3 separate regions of the Ovis aries genome follow, and regions 2 and 3 are each linked to region 1. Evidence: chromatin contacts called from public Hi-C data. All regions are on one chromosome and are shown on one strand. Each heading gives the region's core, a stretch centred on a gene start, on an enhancer-like site or on the middle of the called end of the contact. The rest is flanking DNA. Distances are from core to core; before and after follow the strand shown. Region 1 overlaps LOC121820625 (a long non-coding RNA gene). Region 2 holds the start of SOST (sclerostin). Region 3 holds the start of CD300LG (CD300 molecule like family member g).

The links. A called contact is a pair of places that touch in the nucleus more often than the background predicts.
Region 2: a Hi-C map of skin fibroblasts shows a contact between it and region 1, with 2.6 times the contacts expected there. The contact joins the promoter of SOST here to the enhancer-like site in region 1. A contact is called at or near these places in 4 of 16 Hi-C or Micro-C datasets (hypothalamus, skin fibroblasts and tail adipose tissue).
Region 3: a Hi-C map of skin fibroblasts shows a contact between it and region 1, with 2.6 times the contacts expected there. The contact joins the promoter of CD300LG here to the enhancer-like site in region 1. A contact is called at or near these places in 2 of 16 Hi-C or Micro-C datasets (retroperitoneal adipose tissue and skin fibroblasts).

The regions. Positions count from the first base shown.
Region 1 is chr11:43,232,373-43,237,327 of ARS-UI_Ramb_v3.0, forward strand. LOC121820625 (a long non-coding RNA gene) reads left to right here. Exons shown (of 3, transcript XR_006061229.2): 2 at 4,295-4,396. Among named protein-coding and RNA genes, the nearest start is that of ETV4, 29 kb to the left of the region's middle. Within about 2 kb of position 2,654, at least 2 of the 54 cell types and tissues checked have an H3K27ac peak or open chromatin away from gene starts, as enhancers often do.
Region 2 is chr11:43,394,777-43,399,536 of ARS-UI_Ramb_v3.0, forward strand. SOST (sclerostin) reads right to left here and starts at 1,691. Exons shown (of 2, transcript XM_015098809.3): 1 at 1,423-1,691. The coding sequence starts at 1,639. LOC132657351 (a long non-coding RNA gene) reads left to right here. Exons shown (of 2, transcript XR_009595359.1): 2 at 2,577-4,760.
Region 3 is chr11:43,476,767-43,481,223 of ARS-UI_Ramb_v3.0, forward strand. CD300LG (CD300 molecule like family member g) reads left to right here and starts at 1,859. Exons shown (of 6, transcript XM_060394919.1): 1 at 1,859-1,942; 2 at 2,829-3,155; 3 at 4,249-4,438. The coding sequence starts at 1,900.

The DNA of each region.
Region 1 (4,955 bases), core at 1,404-3,903:
ATTTAAGTATCTTATGATTTTCGTGTGCCACAAAATATCATTTTTTTGCTTAACCACTTAAAAATGTGAGGATAGTTCTTAGCTTGTGAGCTGTACACAGACAGGTGGGAGTGGGTACTGGGTTTGGCCAGGCTGTAGTTTGCTGAGCCCTTGTCTAGAGGAGGGAGTGAGTTGGAGCAGGGCCTGGCACATAGCAAGTGCTCAAGAAAGTTCAGCTATTGCTGCTCTCACCCCCACTGTACAGTGAGATAGCAGAGGTGTGGAGAAGTGAAGTGGCTTCCCAGAGTCGGGAAGTTAGTGGCAGAGCTGAAACTCTGACCCAGATCTGAGTTCACATTCAAAGGGATGGTCTTAAATCCACTTTGAAAAATGTTCAAGGAAGGAAGAGTCTGCTGGTGTCTTTTCCAGGGCCCCCTTGTTTTTGCTTAAAAATAGTATTTGTTTGTTTTTGGCTGTGCTGGGTCTTTGATATTACTCGAGGACTTCCTCTAGTTTCCATGAGCAACTCTCTAGGCACTGTGCTTGGGCTTCCTGTTGCGGTGGCTTTTCCTGTTGCAGAGCATGGGTTCTAGGTGCACAGGCTCAGTAGTTGCGGTGCATGTGTTTAATTGCCCCATGACATGTGGAATCTCTCCAGACCAGGGATCAAGCTTGTATCCTCTGCATCGGCAGGTGGATTCTGAACCACTGGACCACCAGGAAAGCCCAGGGCCCACCTCTAGCAGCAAGAAGTCTGGCGTCAGTCTGGGTGGCTAGTTTCACCTGATGAATCAGAGGACTCCTTGCATCCATGGAGTGCATTTTTACCCTTCAAAGCCCTTGGTCATCCTTTATCTAAAAGGCATGACAAATGCTACTTTACACTTCTGATTCCTAATCTTTTTTTTTTTTTTTTGTCCTATGGCATCAATGTGATTAATTTTTTCATTCTGTGGATGCCATTACGGACATCAGAGTGAACTTCTGATTCCATTTACATAAGGTTAAAAACCAGTGGTTGGGGAGAGGGATAAATTGGGAGATTAGGATTGACATATACACGCTGCTGCTGCTGCTGCTGCTAAGTTCCTTCAGTTGTGTCTGACTCTGTGCAACCCCATAGACAGCAGCCCACCAGGCTCCCCCATCCCTGGGATTCTCCAGGCAAGAACACTGGAGTGGGTTGCCATTGCCTTCTCTGATATACACACTACTATATATAAAATAGATAACTAATAAGAACCTATTGTATAGCACAGGAAACTCTACTCAATACTCTGTAATGACCTATATAGGAATAGGATCTAAAAAAGAGTAGATATATGTATAACAAAAAGTTCAAAACCAGGCAACACTTTTAGAAGCTAGGAGAGTGGTTCCTGGGGCAGAAGGCATGTGGGGGCATCTGGGGTTCAGGAAATGCTCCACCTCTTGTTCTGAGAATGGTCTTTGTGAAAAGGCATCGAACCTACGCTTATGATCTGCGCATGTTTCTGGGCATATGTTTTACTCTGATAAACTGCACAAAAAATAGCTCCAAAAGCATCCTGGGAAAAAGAGTGAACTTTTCATGAGTCTAGTTGTGGGAACAGGACGGCATTGCTGATGTCACCCAAGCCTTATTGCTCTGCTGGGCAGCGAAGGACCCAGTTTTGGATGAGACCTGGAGTTCACCAGCCCATATGCACCTTAACATATAAGCTAGTCTTGTTTCTCTGGAGCACAGAAAATGTGTGAGTATATATGTGAAAGTGTGTAGTGTGTGTGCAAGTGTGGATGGGTGTGATTGTGCTTGTATGTGAGAAGTATGTGTGTATGTGTGACCATCACCTTAAAACAGGCCCCAGAAACTTCCTTCTCCCTTTTGAGTTTGGATGTGGGACCTAGCAGGGGCATGTGTCCACACATGTGTAGCGTGTGCCATACGTGGAGGTTCTGGGACTCCTCTCCCTGGTGCGAGTACTTGGCACACACCCACTGCTATTCCTCCTATAAATAGCCTTTATGTGTTTTTGTAATGCACAGATATGGTAATGCTGCAGATTTATGCAGAGAAAATGGCTTCTGGTAACTGGCTGACCCTTTGTAGCCACTGCTCATTTGGGTGGATCTTGGGCCCTCTATTTATTTCTGGAGGGTTTGCTGGAATTCTCTCTGAAGTGTGCCAAGCTTCCTGCCTAGGAAAAGAAATTGATTTGACTTATTTAATTCAGATGATTACATTCTCTCATTCACAGAGAGCAAACTCTGATTTTTGCATTGCAGGACCCTGAAGGAGAGAGGGTAGGATGGAGAAGATTGAAACATGGTGATTCCAGCTAGAGCTAGAAAAGAACCTACCTCCCTTGGAAGGAGTTTCCCACACTTGGACCTGAAAGATTGGTCTTTTCAGACCTTAGACTGAGGTCCCCTAGTTTCAGCCTTTAGCAGCAGACCCCGCCCACTGAGCTCCGCCCCTGCTTACATCTCTGCCTCCCTTGAGTTTGACTCTTCTAGTTCTAAGAGCACGCCATGCCCCGGCATGTTTCTCTATTGCCTGGAACATCCTCCTTCACTCTCAGCCCACTGGGTGAACCCTGATTTGTTCTTAACTCAGTTCAGACGTGGTGTTTTATGAGAGGTTTTTCTGTCTCCCCTCCCTTGCAAATATGTCGATTCTGGTGCTTACCACACACAGCTATAATTCTTTGCACATGTGTTTTTCTCCCACATTTGGCCACGAGTTTCTCCTGGGTAGAGACTGTGTGTCTTGTTCATCCCTGAATCACCGGATCTCAGGGCAATGGTGGCCGCAGAGGAGATGCTGGGTGAATAGAAGCTTCCTGAATGAGCACACAAGTGGGGATGGGGTGGGGTGCTGTTGGTGGATGCAGGGGGGTGGCAGTGGGACAAAATCCATAGACCTCAAATGCAAACACACAGATGTGTACATGGCTCCTCACCATGCCACCCCTCCTATGCTAAAGAGTATTCACCCCAGCCAGGGACTTCCCTGGTGGTCTAGTGGTTAGGACTGTGCACTTCCACTGCAGGGGACGTGGGTTCCATCCCTGGTTGGGGAACCAAGCTCCCACACGGTGGGCAGCATGGTCAAGAAATAAAAATAAATAAATAAATAAATAAAGAATATTCACCCGGGCAAGTACAAGTTCCCGACCCCTCGCTCACTGGGTTGAATTGTGTCAGTCAATTCTTGTTTTACACCCCTTGGCACTTGGTTTTCAGAAGGATTCTGGGTGGCAGTGACTGTCCTTTCAGACAAGGTCAACTTGCATCTCAAATGGCCCAAGATGAGGGTGAAACATGGGACAGAAGGGGCATTCTGATGTTCGACCAAGACCAGGTCGGGAGGACTTGGTGATTTGGGAGGCTGGCCGGAATCAGGCCGCTCTGCACACAGTCACAGGCTTCACAGGGGTGGGAAAGCTTGTAGGGAAAAGGGTTAGATCGGTGATCCAGAAGAGAGAAGGATCAAAGGCTGCCCAGAGAGATGCTATCTCTCCATGGATGAATGTCCCCATAGGCATTGGCTACACCTCTGCACTCAAGCGCTTGCTTGCCACGGAAGTTCTAGTGAGAACACATACGAGCGCTTGGTGTGGAAAATGCATGAACGAAAGGATGAAAGAATTCATTGTCTGAATTGAGCACGTGATTTTATATCCTTGGGACTCCTGTTTCCTCACCTGGAAGTTGAGGGTGTGGAAGCCTTTCTGCTCCTGCTCCTGCCCGGCTTCCCTCTGTGTTGATTAGTGGCATGTGCGCTGCCCAGACATAAATAATCCTATACCAACACTCAATATTAATTTTGCCTTCTCCCTCTTGGTATCCTCTTGGGCTCTCAGCATAGGAGAATGGAGACTCTGGAGGCAGACAAGGGATGGTGTCCATGTCTGAGCTTGCCACTAAACTAATTGTGTGATGTAAGGCAGATTCTTTTATCTTTATTTTTTACTTTTTGGTTACACTGCATGGCACGTGGGGTCTTAGTTCCCTGACCAGGGATTGAACTTGAGCCCTCTGCAGTGGAAGCTCAGTCTTAACTGCTGGACCACCAGGGAAGTCCCAGGGCAGGTTCTTTTAGAACCTGGTTGTCCTGATCCTTTAGAGATGTGAGCGTGAAGTGAGATAATACACTCAAAAAGGTTTCGCAACCTGTCAGTGTTACTAGGACGGTGTTCTTTACGATGATTCCACACAGTGGGAGCTCAGTAAACTCTCAGTAAACAAAGTGAAGGAGTTTCTGGATTTTCTTCTATAAATACCTTTGCTCAGGCTTGGCTAACGTTAATTCCTCTGTGTGTGTGTGTTTAAGGGCCTTCATCCCAATGCTGCCGGGAGCTTAAAGCAGTGTGACCAGAAGTTCTCCATCACCCCATAAAGCCCAGCACCTAAGCGATCCACCTTTGTTCCTCCCGTAAGTCAACAGAAGCGGTGGGGGTAGGGGTGGGGTGGGGGAAACAAAGGAGCCCTTAGCAGGTAGGAGCAAGTCTCTGTGCAAGTCACCACCAATAAAACCTAATCAATGCAACCCCTTTTAAGTTGGTTGGATCAGTGACCCAGAAAATAGCTCCCCTGCAGAAAAGGAAATGATAGTCAATAAACTGAGACGTCAATGGAAAAAATCTATTAAAGCGAGTGAGATATCAGGAGACCTCTGGTGTTAACGGAGACCCTTTGGAACGGAGCCACGGACAGAGAGTGGGTTTTTAACCCTTTCGAGGCCAGAGTTGCTTCTGCCCCAACTCGGCAGCTTCTGCAGCTTCTGTGCTTTGCTCAGTCCTACGTCTCCCCAAGGGCTTCCCTGGTGGCTCAGGGGTAAGAATATGCCTGCCAATGAAGGAGACACAGGAGATGCAGGAGACGTGGGTTCAATGCCTGGATCAGGAAGATCCCCCGGAGAAGGAAATGGCAACCCACTCCAGTATTCTTGGCTGGAGAATCCCATGGACAGAGGAGCCTGGTGGGCTACAGTC
Region 2 (4,760 bases), core at 441-2,940, 160 kb after region 1:
ATGACCAAAACCAGAGAGGAGACAGACAAGGCCAGCCCCCCACACCCCTACCTTGTAGAATAAGCACAGCAGCAGGGTGTGTGGGGGGTTACCTTCCGCCCCCAGCTGGCCTTTTGTTTCTGGTCTGGTTTGGCACCCTTGCCCCTGCTCCTAGGCCCGCAGGGGTGGTGTGTGGGGGCGGCCTGTTTGCCCAGGGAAGGAGGCTTGGGGCTTTCCAAGAATAGTACCCCTAGGTCAAGTGCTTCCTCTGCACAGGGTGACTCCGGAGCACGTGGCTTCCTCTGCACCTGTGGCATTCATGGGAACCCAGAGAGGTGGACATCTTGGGTTCCTTACAGCCCATCCCTTGAGTTTACTTGATCTTCCCTGGGCAGGAGCAGGGGAGAGGCACGGCTCCTCTGGCGTGCCCTCTGCAGAGCCCCCATTCCCAGCTGGTTGGGAGGCAGGGCAGGATGGGATCCCAGGGCCAGGGCTGTGGACTCCTCTCCCACCTGGACTGCGGCCAGAGGGCCTTCCTCTGAAGCATCATTCCGGCCCCCTGCCCCCAGCCATTCCTGCCATCTGCAGAGCCAGCTACGCATGCTGCCCCTCAGGCTTCTCTGTGCAGACCCAGCCAGGGACCCAGGTGGGGTCTCTGCCCTTTCACTAGGGTCAGGCTCCCTCCCAGGAAGGAGGCAAGGCTAGATCTAGGGTGGCGACTCAGGACAGAGGGTGCCACCTGTGTCCATGCCCGGCCCCAAGGATGCTGCTTCCCCTCCAGGGCCCCCACTCAGGTAGCTGCAGCGCCCATTCCTTCAAGGGCCAGCTCACTGGGTAGATCATGGGTGGTGGGGGCTGAAGGGGTGCCCCTCTGGCGTCCCTTTCTCACTGCTTTGCCAGGATTCGTTGTGACTTTTGGCCTCCGACATCCCCTATGTAGTCCCCTTCCAGGGCTGTCTTGTAATTGGATCAAACTAGCTTCAAATCTCAGCTGGCTTAACAAGCCACTTCATCTCTGAAGCCTCCTTGGGAGGAGGACCTTGGGAGTTCCCTGGGGTACGGTCCAGGCATAGTCCATGTAGCGACTGCATCTAGCGGGTGCTCACAGACGTGAAGCTCCCTTGTCTTGTCCCCTCCCCAGTGGGGTCAGCAGTTGGACCCTACTCCTCTCTTCTCAGGAGGGGATTCTTTGAAATCTCCTTTCTGAGCCCCTGAGCCTGTCCCAGAGCTGCACCCACCACCGCAGCCTCCCTCCTGCTCTGCACTTTCACTCCCAGGACCCTGTCAGCCCCACGCCCTCGCACTTGAGTTCTAAGGATACAGCTGACATGGCATCTTTCCCTGGCTTCCTGGCAAAGTTGTCTGTCCACTGGTGCTGGTAACAGTCCCAAAGAGAACCTTCCCAGGACCCTTATGCTAAAAATACTCTCCTGCGTCACATACCTTTGGTCTCAAAGGGGTGGTGGGGAGGTCTCCCTCCGTTCTCCGCCCGGTTCATGGTCTTGTTGTTCTGCTCTGGCAGAGGCTCGGGGTACTCGCCCAGCTCAGGGATGATTTCCGTGGCATCATTCTTGAAGGCCTGCCACCCCTGGCCCTCCACCACGCGGAAGGCTGCATGCACCAGCAGGCAGACGAGACACAGGGCAAGAGAGAGCTGCATAGTGCCAGCTGGAGGAGGGCACTCGGCCTTCCTAGTAGCACAGGCTCCAGTCCCCAGCCTGGACACGTTTGCCTTTTTAAAGCCCCCTCTGCCTCATGCCAGCCAATGAGGACAGGCTGGGGCAGGGCTGGTCCCATGCTTCCCTCAGCCCAGGAGGAGGGAACGGGGTGTGCTCCAGGCAAGCCCTCCCCAAAGACTCCTCCTTGAGCTCAGAAATCTCCCAAATTGCTGCTGGTGCTCCCAGGTGACCAATGGTGAGGGGGGCGTGTGAGGCAAGCCTGCTCTCAGCGCCTCCCACGTGCAGGCGGCTGCAGTTTTCGGATATCAAAACGAGCTCCAGCTCCTCATCTCTACCTCCCTGGGCCCCTCAGGCTTTCTCAAAACAAACTCAGCACTAGCTTAATGAAGCAAACTACAGCTCTGAGTTCTCTGCAGGTCTTAGCCCTGCTGATCCCACCTCTCAGGCCAAGTTCATTTGTCACCCCACCAAAATAAAACGATGGTGTCTATTGGCCCCCACGGACCCAGGCAGAGGCAGAAGGCAGCTTTTTAAGAACTCTCATTGGCCTACATGTGGCTCAGCATCAATTATCCTGACCAAGAAGGCCCCTCTTGTCATCATCCCTCTGGAAGGCAAGAGGGAAATCTGGAGGGTCACAGCAGGGGCTTCTACTTCCGAGGGGGCAGGGATTCTGGTTTCCAGGCCAGGGTGAGAGGTCAACAGGCTCTGGTGATGGAGACAAGGAGGAAACCTCGGCTCAGGCTCCCTGGAGATCTTGTGCTTGGTGACAGGCACTTCTTGGCAGGCTGATGTGCCACGGGCAGTTATTTCCCGGGCCATGCTGTGGGTAGAAGTAGAGAGCACAAAATCCCTTTTCTTAGCAAAAGTGGAAGCCAGCATTTTTAGTGCTGACATTTTTTTTTTCTTGTTTCCCAGACCATTACATTTTTCAAAACCCGCTTTGAGTCCTGTGTGGAAAACCTTATTGGTGCAGAGCATGGGATGGATGCATTCGGTGAAGCAGTACCAGGTCCAGCTAGCCACAGAGAGCTCAGAAGGAATCGCTACCTTTCCCTGGTGGCTCAGGTCGCCCACAATGCTGGTGACCTGGGTTCTATCTCTGGGTTGGAAAGATCCCCTGGAGAAAGGTATGGCAACCCACTCCAGTATTCTTGCCTGGAGAGTCCCATGGACAGAGGAGCCTGGCAGGCTATAGTCCATAACGTTGCAAAGAGTTGGACATGACTGAGTGATTGAGCACACAAACACACCCTGGAAAACAAAGAGGGCCCAGGGAGGGGGAGGAAGATTCACACCTGAGGTGCAGGAAAAGAAAGGCGCACCCGCGGAAGCGTTCGTGGCAGACGGATTGTTTGAGGAGGCACACTCGCTCCAGGCCTCGAAGGAGGCTGGGAAGTGGACTGTGGTATTTGGTATTTTCACTGGGCAATGAATCAGCACACCCCACCTGCACACCCCACACTCTGCCACCTGCCTCGACTTGTAAGTCACTGTGTCCATCTGCGGCCGTCTGTCCCTCCTTTCCATCATCCATCACTCAACACATAAATGCAGCTGCTCTGACAGTTTTACAAGCCAGACAGAAGCCCCTGCAGGAAGGGCCCCCTCTGATACCTGCTTCCCAAGTCAGTTTCCTTCAGGGCAGACGAAAACAGCTGTGGCCATTGTTGCGGGTGATCTATCTCTCCCAACAGAGCTGGCCGTGTTGTGAGAAGGGGGCCCTCCGAACCCTCTCCCCTTGTCTGTGACCTTCCAGCCTCCTTTTCCCTGACTCTGGAATGCGGACCGTTAACCCTATTGTGGCCAGACTTCTTGCCCTGGAGTTCTGAGAGGGCATTTCTGATGTCTGGATTCCTTGAACTGGAGGGACTTGATGCTGGAGCCCCACCTGCTGTTGGGGTCTGCAGCTCATTCCTAGGAAACGGAGACTGAGGGGACCATCCTTGTAACACTTCTGCCATCTGCTGGAGACGGAAGGAGGAGCCAGTGATCAGAGGATGGCGAGGCTCGGGATTTCATCATTTGAAACAGAAGTAATGTTTTAGAGAGAGTGAGAAGGAGAGAAAAGGAGGAGAAGGAAGAGAAGAAGGATCCAGTGGACTTGAACCTGTAAATTAGCTCCATTCTTTTGAATTACTCTCTGCCAAGGTATAGCCATGCTTTTCACAGAATGGCTCGGCGAGAACCTGCTGTGAGGCCATCTGCTTTCTCACTGAACACTGATTCAGTTTTATATTTATTCAGTCCACAGACCTGTCATTGTTCAGAGCTAGACATTACTCCCCAGAGTTAAACCCTCAGGGTTTTAGCTGACTTCTGTTGTTGGTAGTTTAGGTTATTTCCGACGTTCCTCTATCCTCAGCAGCGATGCTATGAACATCCTTGGACAAAGTCATATATTGAGTTAAACTTTTTATTTTGGAGTCATGGTAAATTCACATGCACTTGTAAGAATATAGAGAAAATTTCCTGTTCCCTCTGCCCATTTTCTCTTGATGATAACATCTTGCAAAAGCCAGGATACTGACATTGATACAATTTACCAGTCTTATTCAGATTTCCCCAGTTTTACTTGTATGTGTGTGTGTGTGTTAGTTCTATGCAACTTTATCATGTATTGGTTCAAGTAACAACCATTATGGTCAAGACAAAGAACAACTCTGACTACAAAGATGCCTCTCATTGCCCTTTTATAATCATGCCCTCCTCCTTCACTTCTAACCCCATGGCACCACGAATCTATTCCCCATTTCTACAGTTTTGTCATTTCAGGTATATAAATGGAATCAGTCAGGATGTAACCTTTTAGGACTGGATTTTTACACTGAGCCTCGTTCCCTAGAGACTCATCTGAGCTGTTGCATGTATCAACAGTCTGGCCCTCTTTATTGCTGAGTAGTCAATCCTAAAGGAAATCAGTCCTGAATATTCATTGGAAGGATTGATGCTGATGCTGAAACTCCAATACTTTGGACACCTGATGAGAAGAACTGACTCATTGGAAAAGACCCTGATGCTGGGAAAGACTGAAGGCAGGAGGAGAAGGGGACAACAGAGGATAAGGTGGTTGGATGGCATCACCGATTTGATGGACATGAG
Region 3 (4,457 bases), core at 609-3,108, 240 kb after region 1:
TTCACTTTTTTCAAAGTGTTGATGCTGAGGCCCCATGACACTGGAATAACACAATCAAGTGTCAGATGCTTGCCCCTGCTTAAAAGAAATGAGTTAGGATTTAAGGAAAACAAGATCAGAAATTATTCTGTGTAAGGACCACCCCCAAAAAAGAGCTGATACACTATTAAACACTAGAATTAAAATTATTTTGATCTGTGTTTTTAAAACTGTGATTACCTTTCGTAGTCTGAGACCATAACAGAATTCTTACCCTTTTGAACTCCTGTCCCTGCCCATTAAATGTCAGCAGCTCCCCCCACAATGTTGTGAAATTAAAACATATCTCCTAATTGACACAACACTGTAATTCAACTATTTTGTTGTTGCTTAGTCAGTAAGTTGTGGTCCAACTCTTTTGAGAGCCCATGGACTATAGCCCCCCAGGTTCCTCTGTCCACAGAATTTCCCAGGCAAGGGTACTGCAGTGAGTTGCCATTTCCTTTTTCAGGGGATCTTCCCAAACCCAAGAACCCATTGGCAGGCAGATTCTTTACCACTGAGCCACCAGGGAAGACCCCAAATCAACTATACTTCAGTGAAAAATAAAAGAAAATAAAACGTAATTCCCACATCACCAGAATCACACACACATACAATCTCCTTTCCCAGAACCACTGAGTTAATTGATGCTTCAAGTATTAGCCCAGCAAGTGGGTAAAAGTTCCACCTGTACATATGGAAATACATATGCTAAAACATTAACAGTGGTTTTCTAAGGAAAGAGGGAAATAACAAACACTCTCATTCTTCTCTCTCTCTCTCTCTCTCTCTTTTTCTTTTTAACATTTCTGCATTATGTAAAATTTTGCTTAGAACGTGTATGACTTTGGAGTCAGAAAAAACAACCGACAGAGCTCTTTGGGGAAAACGATATGCCAGGACACCCTCCAGCGTGTGTGTTTGTTTTGTTCCCTTTCAAGGATTCGGTTCCACCGTGGGAAACCTCTAGCTCACTTTTTAAAAGGCCAAGAGAACCCAGTGCTCCTGGGGAGCCCAGCCTTTCTGCGTGGCCTGCAGGTGGCTCCAAGTACCCGGCTCCGCCCAGCCGGACAGCTTCCCTCACCTCCGTCTGCACCGCCGCCTAGTGGCCTAGGGCGATACTGCGCCCTTCGGGGAGTGATGGGGACAAGGGGCAGCTGGCTGAAGCTTATGCACCACGTCTGAGAATAATGGTCTTTTAAACGTATAAGACAAAATATACGTTTAAAAGAAAACCAATAATATTGAAGAGGTTATTAAAATATTTATAATTATGTAACGCTATAATAAATATGCTTTTTCATTAGCACTTTAAATAACTTACTGTAGTGGCAGGTCCAATAACTAAGTGGGGAGGTGCACAGACAGTATTTCACGCTATCGGTGACAAGTTGAAGTGCTAGTGTCATGACTTTTAATTGGCGACAGAATCCCCATGGACAGAGGAGCCTGGCGGGCTACAGTCCATGGAGTCGCAAAGAGTTGGACACGACTGAGCGACTAAGCGCAGCACAGCACGGCAAACACGACTCCTAAGAAAAAGATAAATGTTACTTCAAGGTTAGTGGAAGTAAGGATGTACTATTTTCCCACCCAGATTCAGGGACTCCCTGAATTCTACACACAGGCCCTCTGGAGTTAGGATCTCCTGCGGGAGTTTGGGAGAAGCGCTCCGTGGGTTTTCAGGGTGGGGTCTGCGCGTGCTGAGGGGCAGTAGAGGGAACAGCGGAGGCGCCTCCTCCGCCTCCAGGACCCGCACGGCCCCTCCCCTCCCTTCCTGGTCTCCATCTGCTTCTGGAGGAAGTTAAAGCCCCGTGTAGCCAAAAGAGGAGCTCCCAGTTGCCCAGCTGTGCGCTCCCGAGTGGCCCGGCGCTCACCATGCGGCCCCTCCTCATGCTATGGGGCTGCCTCGTGCTCCCAGGTGAGATGGGGACGAGGGTGGAGGGATGTGGGGCTCATCCCCAAGCTCGCCCCCTGTGTCTGCTAGAGGGACCTCCTGAATCTACATTCGCTGGGGCTGTGACGCAGCCCCGCCGCCTGATCCATCCAGGCTTCGCCCCACCCTACTCCTCGTGCTCAACCCTCAGAGGGGCCACTTGCTGTTCGTGGAACCGAGAGCCAGGTCTCCCCCCAGACCTGAGGGTCCTGGACCCCTCATGGCTAAATGGCTGTGAGCGAAGCTTTGCCTCTTTTGTCTTCATTTCCTGACTCGGTGCCAGCCAGGGAGCTGAGAAGACACCCCTTATACTAAACTCAGCAAATATTTCTTGAACTTCTGCTGCAGCGCTCACAACAACCCTGAGAGATGAAGAATTATTACATTTCATCAATTCACAAGCCTGCTTTTTTTTAAATTTTTAAACATAAAATTTAGGATGTATCTTATAACTGATGTCAGTCCCATTGACTTTTTTTTAATGTTATGTGAAATCATGGCAGCTCTTACATATGATAACATCTTAATTCAGTGACATAGGACATGTTATCTATAGGTAATAGAAAACTTGGGAACTTAGAGAAACTTAGAGGGGTCAAGCAGTTTTCCCAGGATCACACAGCTACTAAGCAGCTGTGCTGGGATTCAAACTCCCGGCTGTCTAAATCTAGAGTTTCCCCATCACTAGCCTTCAATACACCAGGTTTAGGGAAACACTAACAGCCCTGCCCCAAGGTCCCTCGGTGGCAGAGTGGAATACCAGCTCTTACCAGGGTTGCCCCAAGAAGGGAGTGACTGAGGAACACCTTCTGGTCTTGACCTTGGAGCTCAAATCAGGGAATTCCCGTCTTCTCATGTGCTGTGGTTTCAGGTTACGGATCGGTGGTGGACCCAAAGGAGATCAGTGGCTTCGAAGGTGACACTGTGTCCCTGCAATGCACCTACGGGGAGGAGCTAAAGAAGCACCAGAAATACTGGTGCCGCGAGGCCGGGCTCTTCATCTCCCGCTGCACTGGGACTGTCTTCTCTGGAGAATACGGCCAGGAGGGAAGGGTGTCGGTCCACGACAACCCGCGGGAGAACAGGTTCACGGTCATCCTGAGGAACCTCACCCTGAAGGACACGGGGAAGTACTGGTGTGGGGTCAAAAAACTGGGCTTCGATAAGACTATGTCAGTCTCTCTGCTTGTCTTTCCAGGTAACACACATCCCTCCTTCCCTGGGAGGGATTCAGGGTCATGGAGTTGGGGGCAGGGGAATTGCACCTCCCAACAGAGGACTTCCCTGGTGGCTCAGAGGTTAAAGCGTCTGCCTGCAATGCCGGAGACGTGGGTTCAATCCCTGGGTCGGGAAGTTCCCCTGGAGAAGGAAATAGCAACCCACTCCAGTATTCTTGCCTAGAGAATCCCAAAGATGGAGGAGCCCGGTGGGCTACAGTTCACGGGGTTGCAAAGAGTCGGACACGACTGAGCGACTTCACTTCACTTCACAATAGAGAACAGACTGCAACACAAGAGGGGTGTTCCTGAGGTGTGACCTGCTTGTTCAATACAGTTTCTTTCTTTCTTTTTTTTGGCTATGCTGGGTCTTTAGCGCTTTCTCTAGTTGCAGTGAGCAAGGGCTACATTTTGTTGCAGTGCACGGGCTTCTGACGACACTTACTGCGGTGGCTTCCCTTGTTGTGGAGCACAGGCGTGTGGGCCCAGTAGTTGTGGCTTAAGGGCTTAGCTGCTCCGGGGCATGTGCGATCTTTCCGGACCAGGGATCAAACCCATGTCCCCTGCACTGACAGGCAGATTCTTAACCACTGGACCACCAGGGAAGTCCTCAAAACAATTTCATTGAGACCTCTGTTTGGGGTGCCCTGTAGCTGGGGAGGTTCTGAGAAATTAGTCCTAGGGAGACTAGGGCTCAGGGGTCAAGAGCCAGAGGTCTGAGGATGCTGGGAATCAAGGATCAGGGAAGGTGCTGAGGCATTGCTTTTGGACTTGTACCTTCTACTGGTCTCCTCCTGACAGTCACCACAGCCAAGCTGGGGAAGACAGAGGCTGAGGCCTCTCCGTTCGCAGGGACCTCCCTGTCCAAGCACACAGCAGCTTCTCTGTACACAGGGACCTCTCCTCACCCGGCAACCTCTCCGTTTGCAAGGATCTCTCCTCACCCAGCAGCTTCTCCGTATGCAGGGACCTCTCTCCACCCAGCAGCTTCTCCATTTGCAAGGATCTCTCCTCACCCAGCAGCTTCTCCATTTGCAAGGATCTCTCCTCACCCAGCAACCTCTCCGTATGCAGGGACCTCTCTCCACCCAGGAGCTTCTCCATTTGCAAGGATCTCTTCTCACCCAGCAACCTCTCCGTATGCAGGGACCTCTCTTCACCCAGCAACCTCTCCTCCTGCAGGGATCTCCCAGCCAGCCACACAATTGGACTCTACCTCAACAGAGGACACCAGTTTTGTCCCCAGCAGCAGCTCCAAGTCCAGGTGAGCCCCAGGTGACCAA